Regions from separate parts of the Mus musculus genome. Here all the other regions are linked to region 1. The links are chromatin contacts, called in public promoter capture Hi-C maps. All regions are on one chromosome and are shown on one strand. Each heading gives the region's core, a stretch centred on a gene start, on an enhancer-like site or on the middle of the called end of the contact. The rest is flanking DNA. Distances are from core to core; before and after follow the strand shown. Region 1 holds the start of Mat2b (methionine adenosyltransferase II, beta). Region 2 holds the start of Mgat1 (mannoside acetylglucosaminyltransferase 1). Region 3 holds the start of Spdl1 (spindle apparatus coiled-coil protein 1).

Region 1 (3,889 bases), core at 595-3,094:
CCGTGGTGCATGCCCAGGTTTTTTGTCTTTTGTCTTTTGTCTTGTGGAGCTTGAATCTGCTAATGGGACTTTCAGTTCCAGTTTGCACTCTTTGAGACGTGACTCCCCAACCCCCATCGGAAGTCAGACATTGGCTGTAAACAGAGCCTTTTCTTATTAAATAAGCTATACCCAACTTTTGCCTGACTTGTGTCAAACCGTACTCTTATATATAGGCAAGCAAACATTTTCTCACTCTCTTCACAAGGTTGCTCTGAGAATCACACTAATTGTGGAAAATTTTGAGTCTTCCTATTGAGTACATTTTATGATCCCCTCTAGGAAGCAAACTACACACACATCAACCAGAAACTTGAAATATTCTCACTTTTAATTAGGATGAGGGATCTTGGATTTGTCCCTCCCTCGGACTTCTAATTATTATTATAATTTAGTGTTGGGATAGCTAGCCCTTTTAATAACCATAAGACCCGGATTATAAAAAAAAAATTCGAAAAGTAGGGAGCCTTAGGCTGCCTTTGTTTGCTCTTCCAAAGAGTGAGGGAATAAATTCTTTAGTGGGGGGGGGTGGGGTGGGGGGGTGGGAGAAAAACTATCACCTGACTGAGGAAAACTTTTCCCAAGGGGCAGCTTAATCCTTAGTCTAAAAATAAACCAAAAGGATTCTGAAAATGAGGCCTTTGGGGGTAATTCAGGCAGTGGTCACGTTTTGGGGCGAGTTTTGAAATCCCTTATCGTGGGTGTCTGGATGGGAATAGATTGTTGGGTAGAGAGTGGGCGGAGAAAAAGTGTGCCCGGGCTTTTTTTCAGGGTAAATTTCACTGGCTTGCCTGTTGCTGTGCTTCGGAGCTTGTAACCTGCAGGTTACAGTTGAGAGCTGAGTCAGACCCTGCGAGCTGTTGTTTCTGATTAACTTTTGAACAACCACACAGGGCTGGAAGGAGCGCCTGGCATTCCGCCCTTCCTTGGCTCCCTCATTTTAAGTCTTAGCAGCTCCTCCTTGGCTTGGCTCCAGCAGCCCCGGGCGTCGTCGTCCCCTAAGTGAAGCCTCCAAAGGGCAGCCAGGACGCCTGTTAAATCTACTTAAAAGTTGACTGGGCTTGTTAGCACAGTTGAGTTTCTCCTGTGGTTCTGCGGGGGGGGAAATACGAAGAACCTGCCTTTTAGAAAGTAACATTCTCTCCCACACCTTTTTATTTTTAATTAGCTAAAAATAAACAGTTTTCAAACTTCACAGCATTTTTTTTTTAGCATTCCAGAAAAACATAGCTTTCAGGGATGTTAATGACTCTGAGCACAGTCCTATTTTTATTCTTTCTTCTTGCCTTAAAGGACGAACCGCACCTTGCCTAGGTTGGTTGTTCACTCCTGTAACCCTTTGATGCCTTTGGACAAGGAAACTAGAGAGGATCAGAAATTGCAGGTCTTTCTCTGAGCCCAAGGCCAGCCTGAGGTTCGGACTGCCTAAAACCAACTCAGTCCAGCCTTAGCTCTGTGTTCACGGGACAACCCTTACCTTCTTGCCTCCTAACTTTACAGATGTTTTAGTCTATTTTCTATAATACATGCTTGGTTGACTCCTAGGCATTTCGCAGTCTGCAAACCTAGGCGAATCGATTCCTTACCCTTCACTAAGAAGGAATAAGTAGGAGAGATTTTAAAAAAACAAACAAAAAAGCCAACACTCTTAAACCCAAGGAAGCCTGCATCCATCGCTTGGCACCAGTGCCTGCGTTCTAACGCTCTATCTCCTTAAGAACTGGCACATGGGCTGACAGCGTCCCTTGAGGTTCCGCCCCTTTTTGAACGCGTGGCGAGAGGCGGCCAATCAACAGGCGCGGCCAGGGCGGCGGAAGCCGGAAGCGGCAGCCGGGGTCGGCCTGGGCCTAGGGGAGGAGGGCCAAGGGCGCGGGCGCTGCGGCCCCTGGCAGTGCTGCGCTAGTGGAGCTTGCGGTCGCGACTGAAGCGGCGCAAAGACTGCGGGCATGGTGGGCCGGGAGAAGGAGCTCTCCATCCACTTCGTCCCCGGCTGCTGCCAGCTGGTGGAGGTGAGCTTCGGGGCATGGAGCCGGGGTGGCGCCTTTGAGTTTGTTTACCTCTCTCCCTGTAGGGCTGCGCTCACGCCCGCTGCAGCCCGGGGAGCGCGGAGGTGGAGACTCCCGGTGCCTCCCGCCGCCTCCCGCGGGCTGGCTCCCGTTTCAGTAGTCATCATCTTTGTTTTGTGTTCCTGGATCTTTAAGGACAGGGGGAGAGTGACTTTCCATAAATGGCGGTGTCGGCGGGGTCAACTTGGTGAATTCATAGTTTGCACGGGGCGGGTTCCTTGAGGCACTTTTAAGGCTGTCAGGATTTCCGACTGTGCGGTGCTGTGAACGCTCAGGCTCCCTGGTAGGCAGACGGGCACCGCCTCGAGTTTATTCAGGAAGGTTTGAGCAGGAATTCCAGTGTTGGGCTTTTAGCTTCTACGTTTTCTGAACCGCTGTATTTTGCGTGGTGGAAGACTGCTGAAAGAAATTGCATGTCTGGTAAACTTCCCCCAGCATGTTTCCAAGTCTGGTCCACGGTCCCGTGTTTCAAGCCCGTTAAGTACTTACTGACCTACAGAATGTATCCAGCACAGTCGATGAACTAATGTGTCTTGCTGATATAAAAACGCCTAGGATGTGGCCAGTTTTTTTTTTTTTTTTAATGCAAACTTTTAATTTGGGGGAGGGTCCTGTGCTTGCTAGAGTTACTAGAGATAAGGGAGTCCCTATTGAGATGAGGGATTCTTGTTAAGAGTATACCGCCATAAGATTAGGCTATTATTAGGTGAACCTGTAGCGCCTTTTCTTAATTGGCGATTGACTTGGGAGGACGGAGCCCCTGGGCTGTTATAGTCCTGAGTTGTTTAGGAAAGCTGGCTGAGGAATTAAGCAGTTTTCACAAGGCCTGTGTGAGCTCCTGCCTCCAGGGTCTTGTCCTAACTTCCTTCAGGGGCGAACAGTGATGTGGAAATGGTAAGCTAAGTACCTCCTGCCAAACAATGCTTTGATGTTTTCACACAGCAATAGAAACCCAAACTAGAACTCAGTATGTGTTGTCCAGGCTGGCCTTGGACTCAGATGCTTCTGCCTCGAGGAGTGCTGGGATTGAAGATCTGAGCCACCACAACCAGTTGATAATGGGAAATTTTTACATTTGCGTGATGCACATTCAATATTATCTCCAAATGGCTGGGCCTTAGCCAAAGTTCGAATGTATTTGCAGTTCCAGACTGGTGACGGCATGTGACCAAAGGTGTGTGCGTATGAGCATGTATTCGTGTAGGCTTAATGCATTTCCCCAGTTCAGTAAAAGAAAAGTAGAGAGTGGTAAACTGAGTGTGCTAACTCATGTCTGTAATCTCAGTACTCAGGAAGTTTGTAGTGGTGAGGAGATGTGATTGCTTTTTAGGGTGGTTTTTTGTTTGTTTGTTTGTTTTTTCTTTCTGTTGTTGCATTTGTTTGTTTGTTTTAAACAGTCTCACTGTGTATTCATGGCTGTCCTCAAATCCCCGGAGATCTGCGTGGCTCCACCTCCAGTGGGCTGGGATTGATGATGCCACCACACCCAGCAACCTTTTTCATTAAAAAAAAAAATGGTACAGTAGCTGAGCGTGGCGGCTTATACTTCAGTCCCATCACTCTAAAAGCTGAGGCAGGAATGATTATCAGGCAAGCCAAGGTTACATAGTGAGACCCTGTTTCATAAAAGCAGATAACAGGCAGAAGGTGCAGACAGCTGGAATCTGCATGCTGGTGTTGCTCTCTCAACCTGTGCAACTGACATTCACTCTTGTTGCCAGCTGAGACTTGGCATAGTTAATGTTAGTGAGGCAGCCTGATACCAATTCCTGTTAAGAACACTG
Region 2 (3,889 bases), core at 881-3,380, 8.6 Mb before region 1:
TCCAGGACAGCCAAGGTTACATAGAAAAACCCTGTCTCAAATACATACATATATACATACATACATACATACATACATACACCAAAACAAAACATAACATACAACAAGAGCAAGCAAACAAATAACAAAATAAAATATCCATCAACCCTGAACTGAGTTTTTAATATATCAGTTATGAGATTTGCCTGTAATATGCACACTCAGTTTAAAACTTGCTTTCATGGTTCCAGTGTTTTTAGGACTCCTTTGAGGAAACTAGCAGGTGAACCCACACCACCACGCACAACAACATTTGCACCATGGTGGGGTGAGACCTGAGTCTCGGCATACTGAAGGTTCTGCCAGCTGCCAGGTGGCTCTGGCAAGTCTTGCCAGTCCCTCTGGGGCCTTCTCACATTCTAATCTGAAGGAGCGCATAAGAGCAGGCTCCTTTCTAAGACGGTGCACATAGTGCAAGCTTGCCTACTACACCTGATGCTCCTCCTGCCTCAGCCTGCAGAGTTCTGATATTACAAGCGTGCACTAGCACATCTAGCTTCTAACACTCTGGATTCCATGCTTGCCCCTCTCTGTCAGAGGCTGTTTCTTAGGCAACAAGCAAACAGCAAATAGTCAACTTCCAGCCAGGAGCAGTAGAGCAACCATTACTCTAGCCTTACAACTAAGTCTCGAAATGGAAGAACCGTTGATGAACTGTCCCTCCTGTTTCTGCTTTGCCAGTATGATAGCAAGCACAGCTTAAACAAGTACAGAGCACATAGTGTCCATCACAGATAACGGCTCTCTAAGTGAATTACTTTCTTGTTAGACTCTGTATGATGTACCAGGCTCCATAATTTCAGAGGGGAAGAAGAACTGAAAAGAAGTCCGAGTAGATATGCTAAATAATTCAAGAGTATAGAGGGTAAGACCTAGGAGGGATACAGGCTATTCACCTGGGAACAGGTCAAAGGGAAACACAATGCTGCTATAGCCTGGCACCAGACAGACAGCCCTGAAGCCGTTACCTGAAGAACCACTGCCTCAGTTCCTCTTCTGTAAACAGACAACCGACTTTTGTCTTCTCCACCGCCCTTGATGTCTGGATTAGAATGGCAATACCTTGACGTCCGAAGCAGAAAGTGAGTTTAACCTGTTGCAATGACATGGAGTTTGAACACACTGTAATACAGCCTTCTGAGAAACAGAAGTGGGATGTAATGTTGCCATTACTGGTGATCTCCATGCTAAAAAGTCAAGGACTAGTGACTGGAAACGGGAAGACCCCAGAATCAAGGACGCTCTAGTCTAAATAGTACTAATGACAGGCAATCAAGCTGGCCAGCAATATTCTCAAGCACGAGAGCCTTACAGTAGCCAAGGTTAAAGAAAAAGAAGCTTCACCAGAAGGCCACTCTTCCATGGAGACTCGAATGGGTGGGCCACAGTCCCTCTGAACCACATTTTGAACAATGGGGGGGCTCTGCACCTCTTGGGAGCCCCCTGTTCCAAACATACTAGAAAGGAGGCTAGGAAAAAAAGTTTTCTTGCCAAATCACATATTTCAACATTGAGTCAAATTTTCCTTGTGGCTGAGCAAAAGCCAGCCCTAGTAACTTATGAAGCCTGGACGCTGGGGTGAGGCTTGCATAAAGTCCACTTTCCACTCCAGTCTCCCACTTCTTCAGGGCGACCCCATCTCTCCCCTGCCCTGCCCTGCCCTGCCCCGCACCCAAGGTGCCCTCCTGCCGAGTTTCACAACAGCTCCTCCTGGAGAAGCCACCCTCCCTCTAGCAGCTGAAGGCCAGGAATCCTGTAGCTGTGCGTTAAGTTCCCACTTCCCCGCGTGGGGGAGACTGCGCGCTGCGCGGCCCCGGGCGGGCCCGCCACTCTCACCGCCCTGGCTTTGGAGCACACTCGGGACTCAGACCCGACTCCCCTGGCTGCGCGGCCTCTCTCCTCCGGGGTCCTTGTCCTCCTGGGACAAGCCCCAGGACTGAGGACGCTGGCGTCCCCCGGCCCAGCTCACCGGATCCTCTCAACTCACCCCGCCTGGAACCAGGCTCGCCCCGGACCGGCAACACCCAGCGCTGGAGCGGCCTCGTCCGGTCTGGTTGGCCTTCCTGCTAGCCGGCAATGTGGTCCTTCCCCGGGAGGGCGGGGCGGCGCTCCCCAGCCCCTAGGCCCCTCTGTTGGTCCCCGCCCTGCCACGGGCGAGTCCGCGCTGGCCCCTCCTTCCAGGGCCTTCCTCTACTGCTGACTTCCTGATCACCGGTCAAGATCTAAACAACGGGTCTTCCCAAGTCCCCCAACTTCGAAAGGCAGTGGTAGCAGAGATGTTTGTTTGAGGCCCTTTCCCTCTCAGTTGCAGCTCCTGTGTAGATGCCAACCCCACTCACACCCTGAGCCTTGTCCAGTAAAGACTTTTCCCAAGAGTGTCCCTTGTCCAGCCCAGTGAATCTAGAGATTCACCGACTTTGAGGGGTGCAGCACTTGGTGGTGTTAGAAGCGTTTCCTCAGCAAGAAGAGCGTTCACCAACCTCAATTCTAAGAACCTGGGAACCATTCCTCTATGCGAGGGAAGTTGCAGACTATTAGTTGAAAAAAAAAAACAGCAAGAGAGGGGTGAGGGTGTGCAAGCAACAAGTATTCGGTTTCAAAAGGGAAGATAGGGAGGAAACACCTGCTGCCCAAGGTGGGTAAGAGCCAGCCTGCCGCCGTTTCAGTTCTGTCTTGTGTGTGTGTGTGTGTGTGTGTGTGTGTGTGTGTGTGTGCCCCTTTATGGGCGGGGAAACCAAAGTCAGGCCTGTACACTGAACCTAAGTCCTGAGGAAGGAAAGAATCAATCACAGGCTTTTGGAGTAACCCTAAAAATGAATGGGAGGGGGAAGGAAACCCCTGGATCTGTATTCCTTGGTATTTTTTTAAAGCAAAAGAAACATGGGAGGGGCAGGGAGACTCATCAGGACCCAACTGAACAGAGTACTTGGTAAGTACCTCAATCAGAGCCTCAAGCAGCCTGAGTGGGGGAGGAAAGATGACAACCAGGAGTTTCAGGGTCTGATTTAGATGTCAGCAGTGGCCCCGGAGCACAAACTATTTCTGAGATCTGAGCCGTGCATTATTAGCAACTCACAGTAAGCCACATCTCACTGACAGGACCATTTTGGAATCAGAGATGTCTGGGAATCCCTACTGTCCACTCACCATGGTACCACAGCCCCCACTGGCTCCCACATCCTGCTGTGCCTGGCCCTCTGCATAAGCCTTGGCTCCAACCACCCTTGGATCTTTCACCCATGAGGGGAGCAGAGGCACTGCCAGTTGATTACTAGATATACTCAACCTCAGACAGACCCTCCTACCTACAGACTTCATCACTACTGTTCCAGAGTCCCCAAGGTAACCGGGACTTTTAGGTCTGTGCTTACTGAGTGTTACTCACTAACTTGTTCGTACCAGACACCAGGAATTATGCAGAAAGTGGGAGTACCTTAAGGGCCCTTGTGGGCAGGTGAGGAAGTAAAACAAAGTTGTCAGGAGACACTAGGAAGCTGCCCTTCCGTCCAAGCCTGTTTTCTTGGCCTCTCTGTACACTCTCCCGCATCTCTGCAGAGCTCAGCAGAGAGAAGTCTGAGGCTTTGGGTGTATGGAAGCTGTTAAGTCAGAAGTCATAGCCAGATTTTAGATTTAGGCATTTCAGCTTCCAAACCTGGTACCCTGGTGAGCCCTTGAGAAGGACTGCTGAGATGGCTTTGTGCCCATGTGACAGGACACAGTGGGGCAGCGGAGAAGCTTCACAGTAGCAGCTGGAATTCTGCCCTCACGTAGAGGAAAGGGCTGACGCATGAGGGAGGGAGGAGGACTGTGTGTGGGTGTGGTGTGTGTATGCCCACTATTTCCAGTTTAG
Region 3 (3,889 bases), core at 434-2,933, 5.9 Mb after region 1:
ATACAGAACATAACAAGATATGTTATCAACATGACCTTGCTCTGAGTCAAGTTATTTTTCTGTGCCAATGAGTGGCAGGCATATCACAGCAACAGTATGAAAGAGCTGGCAGGCATGGAACAAAATGGCTACAGCTATGTTGGGGGGCACAGGCCTCAAGAATATTAAATATATGTAAATAATATACTGTGTTGTGAGCAACTCCCTGATAGTACGTTTAATCACACATCCTTCCAAGGTCTATGTCACTGCACCTGAGAGATAGTATGTGATTTAATATGTTCTCTCTGAATCAAAGAACAAAACAAGGAATTCATAAAGATTTTAGTTACAGGTATTAACTAGTCATGACTGGCCAACGATAGAGGTTATCTTCCTGACTCCTGAGTTGAAGAATCTGAGAATGATAGAAGAAATGGAATTTGCTTCATTTAATGAAGAACTCAGTGGTGATTATATCTGCTTGATGGATCATTGTTGTTTATCTTAAAACAGTTCAGTCCTTTAAAGTCTGGTCTAGCTCCATCAGAAATAACGGTCTACAAATGAAAATGAAGTGAGAAAGTCAAAGGGTGTGGAGCATCAAGATATTAAAACTCAATGGAGGCAATGCAGGAAAGGGGAAAAATAAACACTGACTACTGGACACTGAAGGTAAAAAATCACTGGGGTACAGTGCAGGATTGGCCTCATGATAAAACAAACAAAAACAAAAAGAAACGCTGGTGATCTTGTCAAGAGACAATTTACTGTACAATATAACAAACTAATCCCAGCACTCCCGAGGCAGAGGCTGGAGGATCTCTGTGAGTTCATCGCTTGTCCGGTCTGCAGGGAGAGTTCCAAGACAGTCAGGGCTACATAGAGACCCTGTCTCAAAAAGCTAAATAATAACGATGATGATGAAACTGAATAGTGAAAACCTTCTCAGACGTTTTGTTATATAAAGAAAAACAAAACGGGAATGTTACTGACTGGAGTTTCCGATTCACTTTTGGAATGTGTCACTTCGGCACCTTCATCTACAGAGGGCAAAGATTCAACACAGTAAACCACGATAAAAGACATAGAGCCAAGCCCATAGATAAAAAAGATATGATGCCAGGTGCCAGTTACTAGAGCTCTCCAGATTTCCCATTGCTTAAAAGTGTAAAGAATAAGCAAGTTTACAAGGAATTTCTATTTAGACACGCATGCCCTCGAGCTGTACTGCAAAACCAGCTGGGTTCGTCTCAATAGCAGTCCTATTGCGGTGATTTTGAATTACTTAGGTTTTCTTTGGAGGAGACTTTAATTTCCTCTGCGCAAAGTGCAAGGGCTGGCAGGGTGGTTCGCAGTCCTAACTGGGGCGAGCCCAGTGGAAGGTGGCACTGTGCTGGCCCTGGTGAGACTCAACGCCTTAGCTCCTAAAGGCGACTGCAGGCGGGCCAGCGAGGGGCTGACAATACCTTCCGACCCGGCGACACTGGCGTTGGTAAAGACGACAACAAATAAATAAACCAGAGAAACACACTTCACTAAAAGCAGACACTTCTAAGAAAACGAAGCAGCAGGAACGCCCAAAAGCCCAAGTCGCGGAGCATGCACATGCGCAGTCTCTGCAAGGCGCCCCACTCGTTTGCCCCGGAGGCGCGGATTGGACAAGACATCTCGTGAGAAACGTGAGTTCTCGCGGGAACCGTATTCAAAAATCCCCGGCGCTTACTTAGCAGTGCTGCTGCCGAGTGAAGAGGGAGTTATTTCTGTGCTGAGGTGGAGTTAGTGTCACGAATCTGGGAGTCCAGTGCTCTCCGGACAGGCCTCCGGTTGCAGCAGCCAGGAAGCGTGAGGAGAGAGGTAAGGGCGAGCGTCGGGAAGGGTGAACCGGGAGGAGGTGGGAGGAACGCCTGTTCTCAGGAACCTGAGTTCTCTGGAGCCGCCTTCCGGGTCGGTGTAGTCTTCGGTCGGACCGCTTCGCTGCGGGTTTGACTGCAGAAGGATAAATACGGTGCTGGGTGGTCTGGGACCTCCGAGTCTTGAATTCTCCAGTACCCTTAGCCAGTGGTGCAGTCTGAATTAACTTACAATTATGTAGCAGACACACAGGACGGAGTCTCATTGTAACATCTCATTCGCTTATGTTTTACTTATTTACTTTTTTTGTTGTTTTTCTTTTATTCACATTATATCCCAATCGCAGCCCCCTCCCCACTTTCCTCCCAGTCCCGCCCCCCAATCCCTATCCCCACTACTACCCCTCCCTCTTTTCTCAGAGAAGGGGAGTCGTGTCCCCCCCCCCCCCCAGTACCACCTCATCCTGGGACATCAAATCCCAGCGGAGTTAAATAAGCATGTTCCAACCAGGCGGTCCAGGTAGGGTAAGGGGTACAATGGCAGGCAGCAGAGTCAGAGACAGCCCTGCTTCAATTGTTAGGGGACCTGCAGGAAGACCAAGCTGCATATCTGCTACACATACGTAGGGGGCCTAGGTCCAGCCCCTGCATCCTCCTTAGTTGGTGGTTCAGCCTCAGTGAGCCCCCATGGGTCCAGGTTGATTGACTTGCATGTCTTCCTGTGGTGGCCTTGACCCCTTCAGCTTGCTCAATTCTATCCCCTACTCTTCCTCACGAGACTCCCAGAGCCCTGCCTGATGCCTGATGGGCCTTTGCTTCTGCTTCCATCTGCTGCTGGGTTAAGCCTCTCAAGACACAGTTATGTTAGGGCTGCAAACATAGCACGGGGTCGTTAATAGTGTCAGGGGTTGGCTCTCTCTCATGGGATGGGTTTCAAGTTGTGCCATTCAGTGGTTCTGCTCCATCTTTATCCCTGAGCCTCCTATAGGCAGGAGAACTTTGGGCTTGAAAGTTTTGCTTGGGTTTGTTTATTTATCTATTCAATGATTACAGATTGCAGTGGTAACATTTTGGATGTTTGGGTTAAATGTTTTCACTTGTACTTATTTGTGAAAATGTAACTACCCCCACCCCCCAAAAAAAAGTTTAAAATCCGTTTGGCTGGCATGGTATTTCTGTTGATGCCTAGTAAGAATTCATGTGTTCTTAATCTAGTTAGATGCCTTTTACTCTTTTTGTTTTTGTTTTTGTTTTGTTTTGTTTGTTTTTCGAGACAAGGTTTTTCTGAATAGCCCTGGCTGTCCTGGAACTCACTTTGTAGACCAGGCTGGCCTCGAACTCAGATATCTGCCTGCCTCTGCCTCCCGAGTGCTGGGATTAAAGGTGTGTGCCACCACCTCCCGGCTTTTTTGTTTTTGTTTGTTTGTTTGTTTCCTTTTACTCTTTTTATCTTATAGAATCTCTAAGATAGATGAAGCAAGATGCTCACAAAACTTTTTCACATTGATGTAGCCAGTTGGATGTGGAAGTGAGCTTTGAGCTCAGATAGCTAGCTCATCCACAGAACTTGCTGACACTTAAATGCCTTATACGGGTTGGGTTTTTGAGAAGTTGTGGTGAAAAGTGATTAGCACACTAGGCTTTGGAGCTCCACTTTGATTTTTATGTCATTTAGCCACATCTGTGTATCGCCTACTATTTTCTCTCAAACCTATCCTATTTTGTTTTGTTTTGTTTTGATTTTCTGAGACAGGGTTTCTCTGTGTAGTCCTGTCTGTCCTGGAACTCACTCTGTAGACCAGGCTGGCCTTGAACTCAGAAATCCACCTGCCTCTGCCTCCCAAGTGCTGGGATTAAAGGCGTGCACCACCACTGCCTGGCTCTCAAACCTATCCTAACCAGGCTTTTGCCTCACTTCTCCACCTTGGGCCAGTGACCTGCAGTTTCCAGTTTCTCATCTAATTTGCCTTAGTATCATTTGCCGTGATGGTTTCTTTCCACCTCCTGGAGGAATTTTGTCTTTTTGGCTCCCAGAAACATTACATGCTTTCCACTTA

The links. Promoter capture Hi-C pulls out the DNA fragments that hold promoters and counts their contacts.
Region 2: a contact with region 1 is called in a promoter capture Hi-C map of pre-B cells. The contact joins the promoter of Mgat1 here to the promoter of Mat2b in region 1. A contact is called at or near these places in 3 of 39 promoter capture datasets (cranial neural crest, liver and pre-B cells) and 2 of 484 Hi-C or Micro-C datasets (adipose-derived mesenchymal stem cells and uterus).
Region 3: a contact with region 1 is called in a promoter capture Hi-C map of pre-B cells. The contact joins the promoter of Spdl1 here to the promoter of Mat2b in region 1. A contact is called at or near these places in 1 of 39 promoter capture datasets (pre-B cells) and 1 of 484 Hi-C or Micro-C datasets (large pre-B cells).

What each region holds. Positions count from the first base shown.
Region 1 is chr11:40,690,637-40,694,525 of GRCm38.p6, reverse strand. Mat2b (methionine adenosyltransferase II, beta) reads left to right here and starts at 1,844. Exons shown (of 7, transcript NM_134017.2): 1 at 1,844-2,048. The coding sequence starts at 1,986.
Region 2 is chr11:49,248,793-49,252,681 of GRCm38.p6, reverse strand. It overlaps Mgat1 (mannoside acetylglucosaminyltransferase 1), which reads right to left and starts at 2,130. Exons shown (of 3, transcript NM_001110150.1): 1 at 2,027-2,130; 2 at 1,008-1,132.
Region 3 is chr11:34,831,435-34,835,323 of GRCm38.p6, reverse strand. Spdl1 (spindle apparatus coiled-coil protein 1) reads left to right here and starts at 1,683. Exons shown (of 12, transcript NM_027411.2): 1 at 1,683-1,836.